Linked DNA regions of Xenopus laevis: region 2 is linked to region 1. A link is a contact called in public Hi-C data. All regions are on one chromosome and are shown on one strand. The core of a region is the stretch at or near the end of the contact, and the rest is flanking DNA. Distances in the headings are between cores, read along the strand shown.

Region 1 (6,368 bases), core at 3,301-5,800:
GTTTGATAGTTTGTGTGCACCATGAAACGTAGGATCCCAGGGGGCAGCCCTTATTTCTTGAAATGGAAGTTTTCTATTTAGGATTACCCAATAGCACATACTACTGAAACGTATATTATTATGATTATTATTTTTTTTATAGAAACCACCATTGTTATTGTTATGGTATAGTTCTCATTTAAGGAACTATATTCAGGGCCGGATTTTGTCTGTGGGCGCCCTGAGGCCTGCATCCTCCACTGCCCGCCACACATGCCTGCCTGCACCTGAACCCTGCCCCCCTAGGGTAAGCATGCAGAGGGACAGGACCCACAGCCAGGTATCCTCCACCTTCTTCCCAACCCCCAAAGATCATGTGCAAGCTGAAATAGTTGCACAGGGGTCAGGAAGTGCAGAGACTTCAGAGTTCCCCACATGTGGCTGGATGGCATGCTGGCCTTTTATCTATGCTGCCCTTCCTGCAGTTACCATGTATTCCACTAGATGGCAGAGAATACCAAGAAGACCAACTGCAATCCCCAACAAAATCCCTCAACATGTTAGATTCCTATTTTCTATAACTCTAATTCTACATTATGTGCAATCCACCCCCCCCCCCCGTGTTGAAATCATGGATGACCACAGCGCAAAAAACTATGGTGACCCGTGATTTCATGTGCACCGCAGGTAACCTATGGGTCCCCTATAAAGGGGAAGTAAATCAAGGCTACATTACGGCCACAGGTCTGCTTCCTCTATAATTACACCATATATATATATACCTATATCTATATCTATATCTATATCTATATATATATATATATATATATATATATATATATATATGGTGTAATTATAGAGGAAGCAGACCTGTGGCCGTAATGTAGCCTAGGGGGCCCATAGGTTACCTATATATATATATATATATATATATATATATATATATATATATATATATATATATATATATATATATATACCGCAACCTCGGTTGGTGCACTCAGCAAAAAACAAATCAATGACTGTGTGCAGGTTCAGATGAACATAATATTAGGCAATTTGAAAAAACCGCACCGCCCAGGGCTTTATGAAGTGAAAAAAAACTAATTTATTCTCAACGTTTCAGCGCTAGAACTCGAGCCGTCCTCAGGAGACTCAGGACGGCTCGAGTTCTAGAGCCGAAACGTTGAGAATAAATTTGTTTTTTTTCACTTCATAAAGCCCTAGGTGGTGGTATATATATATATATATATATATATATATATATATATATATATATATATATATATATATATATATGACCATAAAAGCTCTCTCACCCGTGTGGAGCTTTCCCAATTGGTTCCAGACAATCACGAGTCCAATTCCTGTTCCCTGGCAGTGGAACTTTTTCACATCATCATAAATACAGATTCCTTGGACACGTTATATTCCTCATACTATACTATGAGGACGTGACATGTGACACGAAACGCGTCAGTAGTAATGAATTAATGAGCCAAGTCGGAGCTGACATTCAAATTATATTTATTAATAAATAATGTTTTTATTTATCCTAATATAACATGTCCAAGGAATCCGTATTTATGATATATGACCATAAACCCTGTTGATTTGGCACACTGCCTGGGGTTATTTTGGACCAGTCCCTATCTTTTTCTAATCATATTAATGTCACTGCCAAAACCTGTCACTTCTTCATCTGTAATACTGCAAGTATTCACAAACTACCCAGCATAGGACCCCCAAATCAGTATACGCTATATAATACACAAAAGCCATGAATATCCTGTAAATTATATCCTTATAAACGGTGAGTTCTGATGTCATCAGTTATAAACGGTGAGATCTGATGTCATTTCTGTCACATGACTCACTGAAACTTGTGTATTATAATAAATAAAGTACCCCCAGTTGCAAAATATGAGGATATTAGAAGTTACCTCGGAGTTCCATGACCTGTATAAAAACACTCGGCCTTCGGCCTCGTGTTTTTATATGGTCATGAAACTCCTCGGTAACTTATAATATCCTTATATTTTACAAGAGGGGGTACTTTATTCACTATATATCCACACACATCTGAACTGTGAACTTAACTTTGTGAACTGTTAATTTATTTGCACAATTCTAAAGGTTTACACATGTATATATCCAATTTCTGCCAATATATTGCACATTTCAAATGTTTACATATTTATTGTGTATTTTAAGTGCCTTTTTGTGATATGTACTAGCTGGAGCCACATCGTCTCGTCTCACTGTGTATTCGTATACTGCTGAGATGACAATAAAGTTTACTTTGTCTTTGACAAACATGGGCTGCAACAAGGTAGAATAACCATAATGAAATGTGTTTTGACTGCCATGGTTCTTCCTGAAATAACCACATCAGTCGGAAAAGTCATTCCACAAAATGTCTTTATTATCTCTCTAGCTTTGTAAATGTATACAGTAAAGGGGTGGTTCACCTTTAAGTCTTTATCTTTTAGTATGTTATAAAATGGCTAATTTATAATAACTTTTTAATTGGCTTTCCTTTTTTTTTTATTTATAGTTTTTATAATTATTTTCCTTCTTTTTCTGACTCCAGCTTTCCAGCTTCTATATGGGGGTCACTGTAACCTTCTTAAAACAAATGCTCCAATTCAAATTCCAATCTCTTATTCAAATCAATGCATGGATGCTAGGGTAATTTGGACCCTAGCAACCAGCTATCTGAAACTGCAAACAAAAGAGGTGCCAAAAAAAAGATACATAACACAGACAACAAATAATAAAAAATGTAAACCAACTGCAGATTGTCTCAGAATATCACTCACTACATCATACTAAAAGTTAATGTAAGGGTAAGGGCACACCTGGTGATTCGGGGAGATTTAGTCGCCTGGCAACTAATCGCCTCGTCTTTGCGGCGACTAATCTCCCGAACACCTTCCCTCTGTCTTGCGCCGGCTATAATGAAAAGTCGCCTGCGGCATGGCACACGCGGCGCTTCGTATTCCGAGTCGCCTAAAGTTTCCCCGCAGGCAACTTCGGGCGACTTCAGAATACGAAGCACCACGTGTGCCCTTACCCTTAAGGTGCACAGTCCCTTTAAATTAGCTATGTACATGTATGTGTGCAGTCTAAGAGCCTCATGTAATAATTAATTTTTCTCCATTAAAAGTCAAGCAGTTCTTGTTTTGATTGTATGCTGACTTTGCCTGGCACATAACTGCTCGTGTCACAGTTTCTGGGGAAAAGGTTGGCAGGGCTGCAGGTAACCATCACAGGGAGCTCAAGGTCTTGGGTGTGCTACTGTTTGTTCCTACTGATTACATTTTCCATTATCTCCTGGGAGTCATTTGTGTGAATGGTAGGAATATATTTTGTTTCTATTTGAACACCTGATAACATATTTGTGTTTTATCTTTTTAAATGGCTATTAATCCCTTAGGAATTTATGTCATACAACGGTTCCGATAAGATCACATCACGGTTTATCTAAAGAGACAAAAAGAGTCTGTGACAAACAAGGAGATCATATATTTAACTTGATCCTCACTACTAATAATCTACTGGCTCTGATCCCAAGGTCCTCATATGTATATGTATTTATTATTAGAAAAAAGCTCAAACTACATTAATACATTATCCATCTGCCAGAAATAAACTTATATTATATGTCTTTATAGATAAAGAGAACTAGCAATAACTTAGTTGGGAATTCATCACTCTATATTTAGACCCGTGGCACAGAGGAAGCGTTCTCCACCTGTGTTTTTCAACCGACAGAGAAGGAGCCTGATCATGTCTGTCTGTACTTCAATGTATTTTGCCCCCAAAACAATGAAATACACTTTTGCTAGCTGAATTCTGCCTATAACTACTAGTGTCCGGCACATTCTGCTCAAGTGCATGACAATGGGCCTTATGGTTAAACTAATTCACTGGATATTTAGTAGGATAGAAAAAGTGAAAATAGAACCAGCAGATGGCAACCAATCGAGTCTGGAATTTAATGATGTGTATTTATAATAGAGCATTTTCTAGAAGGTTTGTGGGGCTGTGCTGATTTTGCTTTGGGCCTTAGTAGCCACGGGTGGGTGTGGGTCTTCCCACTGATGGATGGTGTCATAATAGAATGTTACCAGTTAAGAAGCACTACTCATTTGCAGAACGGGACACTGATTGCCTAGGGATCTGCACCAAAGGGCAGTTTAATATGCAGTCTCTGTGAGATACATTCCAATGCGTTCCACCACATGGCAACACCTGTATATAGATCTCATGTCTCCCAACAAGGAAGAAGACCTATGGAGAATTCAGGGATCTATTCCTGTAGACCCAGAGGGTTGAATGGGAGCAAATAAACGCATATGGCACCATAAGAAAACACTCATGAGTATAAGTTCTAAGAAATAAAAAAAGATGAATTGTTAGGGTTACATCACCCATGTTATCGAATCCAAGCATACAAGAAATGTGGAAGCCCCCAACGGAGAGCACAGCAGGGGATCGCAGAGTATGAAGCAGTTAGCCATGCATCAGTACTTCCTAGGAGGAGGTTTTCTGAGTGGGAGATAAACAGGCTGTGGAGCGAAGCACTCTTTGTGTCAGACAGATCATGCATTCCAGAAGCCACATGGGAAGGAAGCAGGGGGCAATGTGAGGCAGAGAATGCAACCATGGGATATTTGTTCTGCTTATAAATAACCAAGCCCAAAAGCACATAGAGATATGGGAACTTCCTGGATTAGGAAAAGAAACAGTGGCAAGCACTGCATTTTATAGAATGGTGGTTATTGTATGGTAGCACAAAGTAAAAAAGAAATGCACACATTTGAAAAACAAATAGAAAGGTTACTGAGGGGAAGACAAAAAACTTGGAGGGGGGTTAGAGTTAAGATGTCTGTACACTTTGCAAATTCCTCACCTTGAAGCACCAGATTTAAGTCAACAAATTAGAAAAAACTATTGTAAAGTTGATGTATACATATGCTAATTTTAATATCAGTCCTACAAAAATGGACTGACTATTTCTAATTTGCAGAAGAATGCGAGCAAATGTTCAATCCCGCGAGGCTAGATATAAAAAATGATAAGACCACCTAAACCTGATGACTTGATGAATCTCCAACTGACAGGATAAATTCAGTAATCTGAAATCATTTGCTTTTGTTACTTTCACATTTTTTTTTTTAAACCATTTACATGCCAAGGCAACAGCAATTGCTTCTGAACTGGAGTAGGAGCAGGACCAAAAAGGAAGCAGATACTATTTGCATCAATAATATAATCCAAAAGAAAATGTGTATAAAATAAGTGTAACAACTGAAAAAAGGAAGCTTTTCTATTTTTGCTCCTGCTATAGGCAATGTTTCTCTCAAAATCAGAAGGTATTGAGGCTTATTGGAAAGAACTGCTGCCTTTAAGTGCTGGGGTCCTGAGTTCAATTCTAACCAGTACAAAGTCTTCAAGGAGTGTCTATTTTGTCCCTGTGTATGTGTGGATTTCCTCCAACAGTTCAGGAACATAAAGCCAGGTGTGTGGTACCTTAAACTGTAAGAGACTGGTATGAATGATTAGCAAGCTCTGTGAAATGTATTAGTACTTTATACTTCTAAGGTGATATCATGGCAAAGACTAAAGGTGGCCATACACAGAGATTTTGCCAAACGGATCTCTCCCAGAAATAACCTCATTGAGGTGGGCGATATTGGGCTGATCCGATCGTAGGCCCTAGGGCCCAACGATTGGATCATAATCAAAGGAATATGAGTGGTTGGATCACGGGACCGCATCAAAGAACAGGTCCGGCCACTTATCCAACTGGATTTTTAGCCCTGCCTGAACGGCACGGCCAGGCCCGGATTTGTGGAAAGGCCACCTAGGCCCGGGCACAGGGCGGCAGGATTTTAGGGGGGTGGCATGCTGCCCAACCACACCCACATTGGTTCAAAAACACTGGGGATGCGCTGGAGATACAATAGTTTTTTAAATTTCCCATGCGCCAATTCCCATTGCTCAGGTCCTGATGATGAAAAGGCTGTATTTAATAAAATTCTAAAAATTTTGCACAAATGTAGCTTTCTCAACATTTTTTTTAAACTACCCATAGGCAGTGTCTAATTTTCAGAATTACATTTTGATCTCTTTAAAACATTAGAAAATAAAGTTGTAAAAAATAAACTTTTCACTTTAAAGTGTACAGTTGAAAGAGAGTTGAAAGCTATGAGTTAGTTTCAAATAAAGTTATGGGATTTCACTGACAGAATACAATTTTAGTGTTGTTGTCATTCTTTCCCTTTGCTTTGTTTAATGTCAGAGAAACACTTCTATGTGATGAAACACGGATAACAATTTTTTTATCAGCTGTTAATATATACCATCCCTATAAATGAAAA
Region 2 (5,664 bases), core at 2,473-4,972, 120 kb after region 1:
GTGTCCAAAACAGATACTCCCAGAAGCCTAAACTAAAAACTAAAAGTGATTCTGTTGTTAAAAACATTTTATTTTGTTTTTAAACACATCAGTTAATAGTGCTGCTCCAGCAGAATTCTGCACTGAAATATTTTTAAAACAGCAAACTGATTTTTTTTTTATATTTAAAGGGATTGTTCACCTTCAAACATGTTTTTCAGTTCAGTTGGTTTCAGATTTCACCAGAAATAAAGACTTTCTCCAATTACTTTCCATTTTCTATTTGAGACAGTTTTTCTAATATTGAAGTGTAAAGTTTCATTTTTCACCTTGTAAGGCAGCTCTAGAACGGGGTTCACTGACTCTTTTAATGATACATTTAGTTGATACATTTGTTATCTCTGGCCATGCTGAGAAGAATCCTTGAGTTCCATTAAAGGCAGCTGTTAGAATTGATACAATAGTTACTAATATTCCACAGATACTGCTGAGAAATGTATCAATTAATAGTATCAACTAATGTGGCAAATTGTAACAGTTCAGAATGCTCCTGGATCACTGAGCTGCCAAACTGAAACACTAGCGACACGAACATTAACTTTAAATCTAAATTTGGGGAAAACAGTTAAAAAATAAAAAATAAATAAATAAATAAAAGATGGAATGCAATTGAAAAAAAGTATTTGCTTATGGTGAACAATCTGAAAACAAGTCAACTAGAAAACGTGTTTGGAAGGTTAACAACCCCTCTTGAAATCTGACATGGGGCAATTTTTTCAGGTACCCTCAGTTATGTGACTGATAAACTTTAGTCACTCTTTACTGCTGCACTGCAAGTTGGAGTGATACCCCCTTTCCCCCAGCAGCCTATCAACACAACAATGAGAAGGGGGAACAGCCTGACACCTGCACTGCTAAAAATTCTCCCATGCCCAACTTAATGGTAGATGTGAGAACAGTGTCCAATATTAAAATGTCCAATCCCCACCACAATTCCTCCAGTTACACCTAGAAGCAGAAACAATAGCATATCTGAAAGTATTTTCATTAAGTATTTGCTCATTCTGACAATTCAGAATCAGGCACAATGACCTGAGATGCCTGCCTACACACCAATATCACAGCTTAAAATACATTTAGGGGTTTAAGAATAAAAGTTTAAATGATAGAGTGAATCATTTGTAATGTAAACCGTGTAATTTTGAAATAAAAACGACACCATAAAAATCATGACAGGATCCCTGTGACCTTTTTTGTTTTTTTCTTGTCTTTTCTTCTCTTGTCTGCCCTATCCTTCTTTCCCCTTTGCTGTCCTACATATCATTCATTCTCTTCTTTTCAACTGCCATTTTCCTTTATACTTTTCCTGCTAATTCTATGTTTTTCTATCCCCTTTCACACTTACAAAATATTTTCCTTGGACCTTTGCTCCTTTTTTGTGAGTCCATTCAACTGCTTTTGCTGAGTTCAGTCAGTGTTTTTGTGCAGTGTCTCCAGTCTTTGTATAGCTATATCCAGATATGTGCATACAGTGGCCGGATATGCAGTCAGTCTCCAATATCTGCATTCCAGTGCAGGGAAAACTGAACAAGTTATATTAAATTAACATCACAATGTCCCCAAAAATGCACCACAGTGACCCCTAAACATATATTATAATAATACAAAATAATGCAGAATAATTCTCAAATCAACACAGGTCCCCCAACTCACTTTTACCTTGCATAAAGTAATATTATTTTGCATGGATATTCTAAGTGATAGGAAAAAGTAGACATGTTTTCTGTAAATTCCCTGGATTGGAAAGTACCCTTATGCAATATTTTCAATATTTCATTATTAAATTAAGAAACCTGAGGTATTTAAAGGCTGTGATCAGCAGGAAATGCATCTACAGGCTGTCTGTTTTTTTCTTTTTTTCTTTTTCTAGAATGCATCCAATGGGCCACCAGTTCAGCTCTGGACTATGAGAAAAAAATGGCAGCTTCTACTCAGTCTCATGGGAAATCCTACATGTGCTGTGCTTTTTCCTGTTCAGAGAAAATTAGATCCTTTTCCCTGCCTTTCACACATGCACAACAAACCCTGTGCTATAAATTACAGATATCAGTTTCCGGGAAATTTCAACCATTAATAAACATACGCCAACTATGACAAATTATGCCCTAACCATAGAAAGTTACATAGTAACATAGTAAATTAGGTTGAAATTAGTTTGAAAAAAGACACACGTCCATCAAGTTCAACCTTTAAGGTCTTACATGCCTAACTGCTAGTTGATCCAGAGGAAGCAAAAAATCTAAATTGAAGCCACTTCAATTTGCCTCAGAGGAAAAATTCCTTCCTGACTCCAAAATGGCAATTGGACCAGTCCCTGGATCAACTTGTACTATGAGTTATCTCCCATAACCCTGTATTCCCTCACTTGTTAAAAAGCAATCAAACCCCTTCTTAAAGCTATCTAATGTATCAGCCTGTACAACTGATTCAGAGAGAATTCCACATCTTCACAGCTCTCACACTGTAAAAACACCTTCCGAATATTTAGATGGAACCTCCTTTCTTCTTCAGAATGGATGCCCACGTGTCAGCTGGAAAGACCTACTTATATATTTATACATAGTTAATAATGTCCAGTTTGAGATCTGGAGACCAAAACTGTATGGCATATTCTAGATGGGCCTTACCAGTGCTCTATACAGTGGAAGAGTGAACCCCTCCTCCTGTGACTCTATGCCCCTTTTAATACAGTACAAGACCTTGTTTGCCCTTACAACTGCTGTAGCATTGCTTACTACAGCCAGTACAGCTACAACCTAGTGCAGTCCCATTATATGTGTCTTGCATATTTTTACATCCCAGGTGCATGACTTTACATTTATCAACATTGAATCTCATTTGCCACTTAGCTGCCCAGATTGCCAGTTTGTCAAGATCCTGTTGCAAGGATGCCACATCCTGGATGGAATTAATTAGGTTGCATTGTATTGTGTCATCTGCAAACACTGATACATTACTTACAATACCCTCCCCTAAGTTATTAATGAACGAGTTAAAAAAAAGTGGACCCAATACTGAGCCCTGAGGGACACACACCACAAAAAAATCTTTCTCCAAGTAGTGCATATACCATTAATAACCACACTCAAGCAGTTGTTTTGGGGCACGGTATCAAATGCTTTGGCAAAATTTAAATAGATCACATCTACTGCTCCCCCACTGTCCAGCATCTTAATTTCCTCTTTATAAAAAGCAATCAAATTTGTCTGACATGACCTATCCTTCATAAAGCCATGCTGGTTGCTGCTCATAATGCCATTCACTAGGACAAAATTTGTTTTTACTGTTAATATACTCAAATTAGGGAGTCTATAGTATACTCCTATAATTAATTTGCTGGACTTTTTACAATCAGTGAAGAGCTCCATCCATAAGACTTCACCTCCCTTATTTTTTTAACATCACCTCCTCCTTTATATTTGCTTTTAAATCCCGCATAACTAACAGACATACCCCTACTTCTTTTCTATTGTCCCTCCGAAGCAAAGTATAGTTGCTGATATATTAACTGCCCAACAATGCAACTCATTCAGAGCCATGTTTTAGCCACACCAATCACATCATATTTTCCCTCAAGCACCAGCACCTCCAGCTCTCTCATTTTACCAGTCAGACTCCTTGCATTTGAAAACACAAGCAATTAAACTATGACCCTTGCTCCACTTAAGCCTCGTGTTTAAATATGGGAGAGTTGACAGCTCTAAACAAAGAAGCTCTGACTAGCTTGTGTTGTAGTGCCACCTAGTGGAAACGTTTCCACCTGCAGTAGACTTTTGTTGATTAATTGATATTTTTATTTAAGCAATTTCTTACTTATACATAGATAAAAGCAGACACATTAGGTTATGGGATGGTGTTCCAGGCCTAAGATGTTTAACATGGAGTTCCATAAATAATTGCTTGCCAACATTTTTAAAAATATATTGTCTAAGGCAAATTTAATTGTGATTGGCGTTTCCACCCAAAGTTCTTCTGTTATTTTAAAAACTCAGAAAGTGTTATAGGTGATGGGGACTTATATAAGTATGAAGGCCATAATGTGCTTTTACTTTAGTCTGTAGTCTCAAGGCAATCTAGATCAAAAGCCAGCACAACAGGTGGCTTTTCATCCTGTGCCAGGCTAAAGCTAGTATTTTTTTTTTGTTTGCCATTGATATATCTCTTCTTCCTTTCTGGAGAGCATGTGACTTGCATAGACCATACAGAGTGCCTTCCAAACAGTGGCGGAGCAAAAGTCAAACCATCTCCCCCCCACCCCAAAGAAATGTTAATTGACCAAGAAAAGCCAAACTTTTCCTATATTTCCAACTCTCTTTTTACCACGTGAGTCCCTTAAAATGTACCCACACATTGCATCAGTGGTAATTCTGGGCATGCTTCAATAATAATTCCTGTATCTGACTCCAGAACCAGAGGAAGCCAGCAACTGGTCAAGTAAGAGAAAGAGACAGACATTTCTGCTCTGGGACTGGTTGCCTTCTGCAGAGCCAACGCACCAATGATAAACAAATTAGCGGATAGTTATGGGGTGCGACATCAATGTGCCAAAATGGTTATTCATCTAGGCTGGAAGACCTGGTACAAAGTGCAAAAACATGGTGGATTGTACCTGTGTATGCCCAGCATTCCAATCATAAATTATCCTATGGTATTACTCAAAACTTGCCAAAGTATCATCTACTGACTGTAAGACATAACCGACAATCTTAAGCCAGTAAATGCTATTGGTGAGGCAGCAGCCCCAATGCTGCCCCCCTCTCGCTCTGAACTTTTAGGGTCAGAGTGGGTCCAGGAGGGGTTGCATCGCAAGTGTAGTGAGTGCTATTGCGCTTGCTGCACTAGCAGAGCCAAATTTCTGTGTTAAAAAATGGAAATTTGCCTCTTAAAGTTACCAGAGGTGGCCCTGGGTGGAGGTCATTTTTGTAAGATGATGCCGCGTAGAGCAATATCCAGAGAATGGGTGGCAAGGTTGATAATCAATTCTTAAGGATGCAGATAATGGAGGTGAGTATTTTTCTTATGTTAATAGAGCAAGAAATATTAATGCAATCTGCAGTATCACAGATGAATAAAAAGATATGTTTGCTTTTTTAGTTCTGTCATATAGACATTGTATGCAGGTAAATAGAATGGCCAAAATGACTGCAATTTCACCTAGCGATAAAAGTGTAATCTCCACACTTAACTACCTTTTAATGCAAAAAGAGGGTATGTGGAAGCACTCTAAGGCTAAGTAAAAATATATGAATACAATGGAGGTGCTACTGATCTGGCCCAAATAACTACAAGCATATGGGGTTAACCTTGACGTGTTATGGTGGCTTAACAATTTTATGATCATAAACTTGAATAGATACAAGATTACTTATGAGACAGGGGACCAGGGAATGTGCATTGATCAATGTTTACCTACCTTTTAATTGCTAACGTGGTACAACCCTCTAATAATCACTCTAAAACACTAACCAAAAGTGGTTCTAAGTCATGGCAGATGTTTCCATTGCCCATTATTTTTGTTACAGAGAAAAGGCAAGACAGAAAGGCATTTTCCCTAGTCCCCTAGATTCAGAGGGTGTCCCATGGCCAGAATATGTCTTTGACCAACTGTAAATTGCATATTATATT

What was found. A called contact is a pair of places that touch in the nucleus more often than the background predicts.
Region 2: a Hi-C map of animal cap shows a contact between it and region 1, with 6 times the contacts expected there. The contact joins two enhancer-like sites. A contact is called at or near these places in 3 of 4 Hi-C or Micro-C datasets (the XL177 cell line, the XTC cell line and animal cap).

Annotation. Positions count from the first base shown.
Region 1 is chr4S:71,059,686-71,066,053 of Xenopus_laevis_v10.1, forward strand. No RefSeq gene overlaps it. Among protein-coding and RNA genes, the nearest start is that of btbd19.S, 41 kb to the right of the region's middle. Within about 2 kb of position 4,551, at least 1 of the 7 cell types and tissues checked has an H3K27ac peak or open chromatin away from gene starts, as enhancers often do.
Region 2 is chr4S:71,183,774-71,189,437 of Xenopus_laevis_v10.1, forward strand. No RefSeq gene overlaps it. Among protein-coding and RNA genes, the nearest start is that of best4.S, 7.0 kb to the right of the region's middle. Within about 2 kb of position 3,723, at least 1 of the 7 cell types and tissues checked has an H3K27ac peak or open chromatin away from gene starts, as enhancers often do.